2 separate regions of the Ovis aries genome follow, and region 1 is linked to region 2. A link is a contact called in public Hi-C data. All regions are on one chromosome and are shown on one strand. The core of a region is the stretch at or near the end of the contact, and the rest is flanking DNA. Distances in the headings are between cores, read along the strand shown. Region 1 holds the start of PPTC7 (protein phosphatase targeting COQ7). Region 2 overlaps PPTC7 (protein phosphatase targeting COQ7).

Region 1 (4,960 bases), core at 2,017-4,516, 35 kb after region 2:
GCTTTCTGGAAGAACTGCTCCAATACAGACAGTCCTAGAGAACCTGTGTTCCCTGATTTGCATACAATTTTCTCTCAAAACAGCTCTTTGTCAAATATGGCCAAAGACCATCCCTAGTTCACATAAGCCATCATCTGTCTGGTTATGTCTAGGAACATTCCCTTCAAGAGGGGCTACAGAGCTGTAGTTCCTAATCTTGTACCACCCAAGAGGACCTCTAGATGGACCTCTAGGTGGCCCATAGGTGGATTCTATGTACTTCACGGGGTCTCTGAAGTCTCCAAAGGCCTATGCAAAATTCTGTCTCTATGCACATTTCTGAAGAGAGAAAGTCTTTGGACAGTGAACCAAGCAAAGTTAAGAACCACTGGTTTCAGCGCCAGATATAAAACAAAATATCTACTGAAGGTGGCCATGTGAATAAAATGGGAAGTAATGTCCACTATTTGAGATGAAAAATAACAAAGAGTGCTATCTTTTCAAAACAAAAAGAAAATATATGATGGTCACAAGTTTTTGAGGATCAGGTAGTCCACTTCCCTCATCCTCTAGTCTAGAGGAGGAAAATGAGCTGAGAGGCTCTTGCCCAAAACCACAGATCAGAGAGTGGAAACGCTGAGCGCCAAACCAGGCTGGGTTTATGCCAGGATGGTATGTTTATACATTTTTCAAAATGGGTTTGACCAAAGTTTCACATATCCTTATGAATACCCTACTCCATTAAGAAGGTAGCCTTCAAAAAACTTCAAATCAAATTTCAGCATAAGCATCTGACACATTAAACTATCCCCTGAATCATTAATCAAATCACAGATCTTTCACATAAGCCAGCACATAGCAGATTTTTAAGGGGGAACCTTAGTGGCTCAATATCCTCTATCCTATTGCACTATACCAGCAACTTGAAAAAGCAGTACAGGTCATCACAAGCTTTTAACTGTGAAGTGCCTCGACTGTAATGAAAAAAGAACCATTGACCGACCTTTAAAAAAAAAAAGATATCAGGGCTTCCCCAGTGGTTAAGAATCTGCCTGCCAATGCAGAAGACATGGGTTCAATCCTTCATTCAGGAAGATCCCACATGCCACCGAGCAACTAAGCCTCTGCATCACAACTACCAAGCCCATGCACCACAACTACTGAAGCCAGTATGCCCAGAGTACATGCTCAACAAGAGAAGCCCCTGCCTGCGGCAACTAGAGAAAGCCTGCGTGCAGCAAGGAAGACCCAGCACAGTCAAATATAAATTAAATAAATAAATAAACTCTTAGTCAGGGTCGAGCTGACTTTAGAGTGATTTGTATGACTTCAATTTTCAAGTTCCCCTAGGGAACTCTACTCAGTACTCTATAATGACCTACATGGGAAGAGAATCTAAAAACAAGTGGATATATGTGTATCTGATTCACTTTTGTACAGCAGAAACCAACACAACATTGTAAATCGACTATAATCCAATAAAATTTTTTTTTAAAACTTGCAAGTTCCCTTCTAAGGAGTCTTTGCCTAAACACTAAATGATTTTTTCCAACCTACCTAAAGGAGTCTTTCATAAATTAAACTGAAAACAACTTTTCTAGTGCTATCTTCATACACAGTACATGAGTAAAAGCAAAGATAATACACTTATTCTGAGACCAAATTAAAAAGTAATTATCATTATAAAATTACAGGACCTTGTGTTCCAATGCCAAGCTTTGGCTCAGTATATGCAATTTAAAGTAGTCAAATTACTCAATCTCACCTGAGAAGTGAAAACAAAGCGACATTTGAACTTGAGTTCAATGACAACGTGTCCTTCATTTTCACAGGAAGTGCTCCATTTATTAAGAGAGATTTAAATGGCATAGGAGTCTATAGCATACGCACTGCCTCCAAAGACATGCATGATGATAAAGTTTCTGATCGCTTCTGAATTCTATTTAGCCATTTCTGCAAGCTCTAACTCTAAAGACTCCCAACCCCTAAGATGTAACTGGACTAGGCCCTCTGAAGCACCTGTGGCCTGAAATGGCTTTAACCAATTCTCAAGGCTTTCTTGGCCGCAGTGGAGAAGAGGGTTTGACCATTCTATTTTGGGTCAAGGAGACTCTCTTCCACCCTAAGTGACCTCAAGTGGCCAAGATCAGTTGGAAGAATGCACTGCGAGTGATTTTTTACCAGGCCAGCGGCCTCTGCTGCAAGACTCCGACAAGGATGGAGATCTGGTCTTGGATCGAGGCGACGAAAGAATGCGGCTGAGCTGTGTAGGGCTTACGACAGCCAGTCTGCTCGGGATCCCGCAACCCATAGCCGGGCCAAGGCGTCAGGAGCTCGAAGAAGCAGGGATCCCCAGGGCACGCAGAGGGAGGAGGAAGGGAGCGAGGGAGTGAGAGCGAGGTTCGGAGCCTGCAGGTGTCGCCGGGGAAGGGAACGAGGTCGTCTGGGGCTGGCACTGCCAAGTGACTAACAGTGCGGTTCCGGACTCAGACAAACTGGTCACATTCTCAGGGTGTGTGACCTTGAGCATGTGGCTCCACCGCTCAGCGCCTCAGTTTCCTCATCTCTAAAATGGGGGTTGATCAAGTGGAAAACGCACCTTCAAGCGCTTGGCACGGCGCCTGGCACCTAGTAAGCGCTCCGTACAATGAGCTACTACTGGCTCACTGGCTCCTCTTACCGCCTGGAGGAGCTGGAAAAGCCCCGAGCAGGGGAGTCCCCAGGAGGCGGATCCGGGGCTGGGGAGGGGGGACCCGGCCGGGCACTCACCAAGCACGTCTGCGGAGCGGTGCCGGGCTACGAAGCACGCGTCGTCCCCATAGCAAGCGCCCTTCTTGAGGAGGCCCTTACGGAAGTCCTTGCCGAAGCCGCAGCCGGCCGTCACCAGCCCGTAGTCGCCGCCGCCGCCGCCGCCGCCGCCGCCGCCTCCGGCCCTGGGGTCGGTCTGCGAGAGGCCGCCGAGCACGGCGCGGGCCACCAGTCGCCCGTACGAGAGGACCGAGAACATCGCCGCCGCCGCCCCCCCGAGGAGGCGGGGGGCCCGGGGAACAGGAGGACGCGGAGGCCCGGAGCCGGCTCTCTCCTCAGCCGCAGCCGAGCCGCCGCCGGGACGCTCCTCAAGGCGGCGTGCAGTTACCGCCGCCGCCCTTGCCCGACGCGCGGGGCCTCGCACACGCTCCGCCGCGCGCACTGGAGCCAGAGCGAGGTCAGAACCGGCGGCTCCTCCGCCTCAACCCGACTAGGGTCCCGGCTGCAGCCACCGCTGCCGCCGCCATCTTCCGCTCCACTAGCGTGTTCCGGGCCGCGCCGGCAGCACCGCCCCCTTATGACCACGCCTATAGCCCCGCCCACGGCCCGCGGCTTAGGACCAAGCCTCCTCCTCCTCGGCTCGGTGCCGTATGCAGTCACAGAGGTCGAGCTTGCGCAGAGGATGTGGTCACAATGTCTCCTGGGAGTTGTAGTCAGGAGGTTGTAGTTGCTTCTTTTACTTCACTGCCTAGCTTCAAGGACCTAGGAGGAGTTCCCAGACGCGAGACCGAAGTTAAAATGCGGAGAATTGCAAGTGGGTTGTTTGAAAGTTTTCTCCCCTGCTTTCAGTGAAGAGAAAACGCCACTATTCCTTTAAAAAAAAAAAACCTGGAAAAATTAATCGGGTCACGTATGATTTTTCTGTAACATATATATTAAACTGAAGTACACAAATCTAGTAACACCTCTAGCATTTGTATATTGGAAGGGTTTAGGGACGGGTTTAGTCCACTAACTGGACTGTAGCCATGTTCACAGGTGCCTCAAGGCCTTTGCTTTTGCTCCTCCTTCCACTCACTGTGTATTTATTTTCATTATATATATATATGGTGGGTTTTTTTTTGGCTGCACTTCACAGTGAATAGGACCTTAGCTCCTCATGCTCATAGGTGCCTCAAGGCCTTTGCTTTTGCTCTTCCTTCCACCCACTGTGTATTTTTTTTTTTTTTTTGGCTGCACTCCAGAGTGACTAGGACCTTAGATCCTCCACCAGGGATTGAACCCACACCCCTGCAGTGGAAGCATGGAGTCCTAACCACTGAACCACCATGGGAAGCCCCCTTCCATCCACGTGAATCTAATTCCATTTCTTGAGTGTCCTGTGCTCTTTCTCAGTGTATCCCCAGAACATATGGGCACATGATAAACACTTTAATAAATGAATGAATGCATATTTCACTAGATCCTAAGCACCCTAAAGGCAAGGATCATTTGCCACTATATTATTACAACTGATACAATTTATATAACTATTGAACAAAAGAAAGGATAATTGAATAGGAACCATAAATATTAATAAAACATAGCATTTGTCAAATAAAGGAATGATTAAATGAATGGATTCAGAAATAAAAGAAAACAGATTTGAGGCAAATGATCTAATCTGAAATAGTTTTTGCTATCACCCAGAAGCATTTGTCCTTTTCCAGCTTTTTGTCCGGAGTTGGTGAAGGACAGGGAGGCCTGGTGTGCTGCGATTCATGGGGTCGCAAAGAATCAGACACGACTGAGCGACTGAACTGACTGATAGTTCCTCTGGGGATTCCTGTCTCAATCTACAAACGAATCTCTTTTACAGCTTTTTAAGTATATCTAAAGACGTGCCAACCATCCACTCAAAGCACATTCTGTTATCCCAATTACTGTCATCATTAAATACTTTTGTGGTTCACGGTGTGCTAAGTACTCTATATGTTTCTGTCCTTAAGGGTTTTCATCAAAATTGGACTGAACAAACCACTTCACACAATGAGTGGTCTTTTGTCAAATGTGTAGACAAAAAAAGATTCATTTACCGGATAAAAGATAGAGTGATTCTAGGCGTGCAGTCACACCTTTCTATTTTTTTATGGCCCACAAGAATTAGAGAGTGCCCAGAAGAGGGTGGAATCTTGTGGATCCTCAGCTTGGCATTTATGTCTGTGCCAGCCATGCTAAAGGTTGTTCTTTTAAG
Region 2 (4,535 bases), core at 1,704-4,203:
TGTAGTCTAATCTGGCAAACAGCTATGGCATGTGCTTTTTTCTATTTAATATTTCCCGGACAGCTAAGAAATGCTTTGCGTGTCATAATATTATACCTGCAAGAAGCTGACCACTCTACAAGTGCTGATATGCTTGCACCAACATGTTATCCAAGCTCAAAGCTGAGATATTGGCCTGCTCCCAAAGTTACACATTGCTCAGTAGATAGGAAGACTCTAGGCAAGGAGAGTCTTCCCTTTTCAAAACATCCTACAGAGGCAGGTGGGATGAACTGGGAGACTAGGACTGACATATACACACTGCTATGCATAAAACAAATAACTAATGAGAACATACTGCACAGCACAGGGGAACTCTACTCAGTGCTCTGTGGTGACCTAAATAGGAAGGAAATCCCAAAAAGGGGACATATGGCTGATTCACTTTGCTGTATGACAGAAACTAACAGAGCACTGTAAAGCAATTAATTACAATTAATAAAAATTAATAAAAAACAAAAAAACTTGCTGTAGCAATTTGGTAGGCAAATACTGTGAATGAGTCCCACAAAGCCAGACGAAGGGAGAAGTGAAATGTCAGACTTGTGAAGGGCAGAATGTTTAAACCATTAGCAATGTCCAGGCCCTCCAGGCAGAGCTCAGAGGTTTTCTGGGCTCAGATCCAAGCAGAGCATTGGCAGCGATAAAGGGCTTCAGGTTCCACCTGCCTCTGCAGCCAATGAAGTGCAGCTCTGAAGGGCACCTCTGTAGGGAACGCATGCACTTGCTGTCCTCCAGTGTTCAGGCCTGCTGACCTTGTGCAAAGTCACCAGCTCACAGCTGGGAGAGGACCCCTCAGCAGTCTCACCCCAGTGCAGCAGCTGGCCTCACACACAGCCCAGAATGCTCCATCCCCTATGTCCCCAGTTAGTCCTTATGAAGTTCCCAAAGAATGCTTACCTCTCACATTCAATCCGTTGTCACATGCAAACTGTGCAAAAGGTGACATATAATTTGGGTCATAGGCCAGCTCATGAGCTTGCTCAGCAATGCTTCTTGCCGTCTGCTGTATACTCTCATAATTTGAATTCTAATACAAAAATATGAGGGAGATATTTTTACCAAAATGCCTCACATGATTTCTACATGCAGGTAAACATCACTTTTTAAGACAGTAAGATTTATCTAATCATAGTTTCCACCATTTAAATTTTGTTCCAGTTAGAGAAGACAGTGGAACATAATACCTTGACTAAAATGAACAAGATCACCAGTGCTGCCTACATAGGACGTCAACGAGAAAGTTCTTTGTGAGGATGGCCTTGGGTCCTGAAGTTTGAATTTTTTTATCTCCCCGGCCCCCTTGAAATTCTTAAGGCATTCTTGCTAAAATGGGATGGGATTGAAGGGGCGGATTTTGATAGCATTTTAGGATGACCTCAAAATTCTCCCTGCTTGGGAGTGCACCCCAGGCCAAGCTCAGTGTGCTTGCTCTCCAAGTAAATGCTGCCAGTTACCCCACTGAAAAGCCCTCTCTATTCTCTATTTCTTCTCCATGCTTTTTCTTTTTTATTTAGCAACAACACTATTTCTATTCTTTCTCTGTATTCTCTGTCTTCCTCCACTAGAATGTAAGCCCCATAAGGTCAGGGAATGTGTCATTTCTGCCTCTCAGTGTTACACACATGGCACAGTGCCAGCATGTGTCAGCAGCACCTGACCTTCCTAAGCTCCACAGACAAAGCATGGTGTTAAGGATTTCTAGTGCGTAGTCTTGGTTCATCCTCACCACAGCCCTACAGAACAGGGTCTTTGAACTGTCCCACCCCTATTTTATAGGTGAGAAAAACACTGCTAAGAAAGTTTAGAAAACTCAAGGTCATACTGGTTAGTAGTAAAAACATGAGAAAAGATCAATCCCCCCAAGTCAGTACTTCACAAAGCCAGGAGAATATGCAGACTGGCTTTCATTTCCTTCCACTCACTATATGGGCCAAGTCTGAACTGCTTTGTTACTGGTGACAGCTCAGATCACATCAAGGCCCTTAGCTGCTTGCTACCCTTGGCTGCTGCCTTGGCTGGCTCTGGTATGATGATTTCCTATCTTTCCCAGCCTCAACACCTGCTGGGTTTGTTACAAGACTAAAAAATGAAAAAGATAACCAGCAACCAACACCATTAAATACCATTAAAACACAATTAAAAACACAAATCTCTTATCAGAGTTTTTCCTACCTTTACCACCCTACTAAAGAGGGGCTTGGATGAGAAGCCTCTTTTTCCCTCAGGTTTTCCAACTGTGAATATTTCTGTCTACAACTGTTTAGAACAAGATCAGAACCATTTTCATTTTCCTAAATTCACGAAGTAGTCCTTTCCAAAACTACAAAAAGAGCTTACGCAACTGAATTAATAAAAAAAACTCGGCTGTCCAGGGAGGGTCACTGTTTCTAAAGGCCCACCTTTGAGTTAATTACCTTTAACTTTTTTAGCTCCTGAAGGATCATATAGTCAGGCATGTTGTCAAAGAGTCCATCTGTCGCTGTCAGGATAATGTCCCCTAACTGGACATCAAAAGATGTGCTATCAGCGGCATCTGGGCTGTAACAAGGACAGGGTGGTGGCAAAGTTAGCAGAGCCCTTTAGAGATACTGTTAGAAGTTTCCAATGGGGACGATGCTACAATATAACGAAGCTTTAAGGAAAACTAATTTATAGTAGCAGTCAATAATAAAAATCACTATTCTGAAATTCTTAACCTTGAAAAAAACTGAAAACTCTGATATAAATCTTTCAAAAGCTTAACAAAAACTATCAAGTAAAACTGAGTTTGATGATTAGTCACATGTGCTTTAAAAGGAAGAGGGGTTCTTTTCTGAGTCAGACACTAAAATGCCTCTAGAATCCTAGTGGAAATGAGTCTTTGTTTCCTAATTCTTTAGTGCCAAATTCCATCCTCTCTTACTCACTTTCCACTCATCAGTTTCCCTGCAGGCTTGAATTTGGAGGCTGTGTTCTAGTGGAATAAATGAGCACTATGGAGGAGCACATGCCAGTCCTATAAGAATTAATTCCTGTGAAATATCTACAATGGTATTTCTTACTATAATGCTAGTAATTACTGGTATATTACCAGTAACACCAAATAAATATTAATAAATCACCCTCACTCTGGCAGAGTAAAGACTGTCTCTCTCAGGGCTTACAAAGTTCTCATCACGCACAGGTTACTTATTTATAAGGGCTCCTGGCACATAATACGTCTTCAAGAAATAGTTAATGAATGAAGAATCACAGTAACTAATCCTCCAGTTTGGGTAAAGACTCAATATTGTTAATGAAAAGAACAAGGTACTGTGTGTGTGAGAAAGAAAGATCTATATATACAGGCGCTTCTACATGCAGAGAATAAATCTGGAAGGATTCAAAGAAACATAACTGGCTGCCTCTGAGGACAGGTGGTAGATTTTTCATTACATCTGTGTAAAACTTTTTTAAAAAGATAGAGGGGAGACTTACAAGAAGAAAACAGAAGCCCAGGTGGGGAGAAAAAGAGAAGATAATATATTCAAAGAGTTCATGGCTCCCTTGGAGACTGATTCTCAGCCATTTTGAAAGGCCAGCTCTACCACTTCCAGGCTTCCAAGGTAAGGGAAAGGTGAGATATCTGATAATTTGCCTTAAAACGTGTAATTAGGGAACAAGAGCCAGGAAAAAATTCATACACTGACCCAGAAGGCAGGGGCCAGAACCAAAGCACCTTAAGCCTCACCAAAAAAAAAAAAACAAAAAACACTAAATTGTTTAAGTGATGTACTATAAAATTTGTAAAGGGAAAACATAAAAACAAACAGCCTACCCATGCCTGCTGGGGATTTACACTAAGAAAATTTCTAGTTTGTTTTCTGTTGACTGAGGAAAGCAGCACCACACCAAAAAGTTCTGTAACGGGCTTCTGACAAGGAACAAACTAGCTTTCACTTATACATTTATACAATAACATAGCTGTTTTAACAACAATAGCTGTTGTCAAAACAGCTATTAAAGGAAATTTGTAAGTTAAGGTTCAAATAATATTTTATAGATAAGAGAGACTGATAACAAAGGATAACAAGCAGCCAAGAGAAGGAAAAAAAAAAAAGACACACACTAAAACAGACTGTAAATTGGTAGAAACCAGGTCGATTTCTTCCATGGAATAAAGAGAAACAATACAAGACATTGCACATTTGCTCAGTCTTTGGAAGCGAATCAGCCTCTAGAAGTTTAGATTAATGACCAGGTTGGCACTGAAGCTCTATTTTATGCTGAGGTCTTTCTTTCCCCAGGAGTGTCTTTTGCTATGCTGTCTGTGAGAGACTCGCTGCCATTGGACAGTTCGTCCTCTTCTCCCAACACTCCCACCCCTGAGCTTGGTGTTCTGCCAGCTGCAGTTCTGCCCATTTTGATTGAACATACTGTGCTGCTGGAAACTTTTGACTGCACTGAAACACGAGCTGCAATCACATGCTAGCAAACTGTCTCTGGGCTCCAGGGGAAGCAGCCTCCACCTCACT

Evidence for each region. A called contact is a pair of places that touch in the nucleus more often than the background predicts.
Region 1: a contact with region 2 is called in a Hi-C map of skin fibroblasts, with 2.3 times the contacts expected there. The contact joins the promoter of PPTC7 here to the enhancer-like site in region 2. A contact is called at or near these places in 2 of 16 Hi-C or Micro-C datasets (skin fibroblasts and tail adipose tissue).

What each region holds. Positions count from the first base shown.
Region 1 is chr17:54,475,648-54,480,607 of ARS-UI_Ramb_v3.0, forward strand. PPTC7 (protein phosphatase targeting COQ7) reads right to left here and starts at 3,267. Exons shown (of 5, transcript XM_042234599.1): 1 at 2,749-3,267. The coding sequence starts at 2,986.
Region 2 is chr17:54,440,763-54,445,297 of ARS-UI_Ramb_v3.0, forward strand. It overlaps PPTC7 (protein phosphatase targeting COQ7), which reads right to left. Exons shown (of 5, transcript XM_042234599.1): 3 at 2,457-2,580; 4 at 940-1,069. Among named protein-coding and RNA genes, the nearest start is that of RAD9B, 35 kb to the left of the region's middle. Within about 2 kb of position 2,954, at least 8 of the 54 cell types and tissues checked have an H3K27ac peak or open chromatin away from gene starts, as enhancers often do.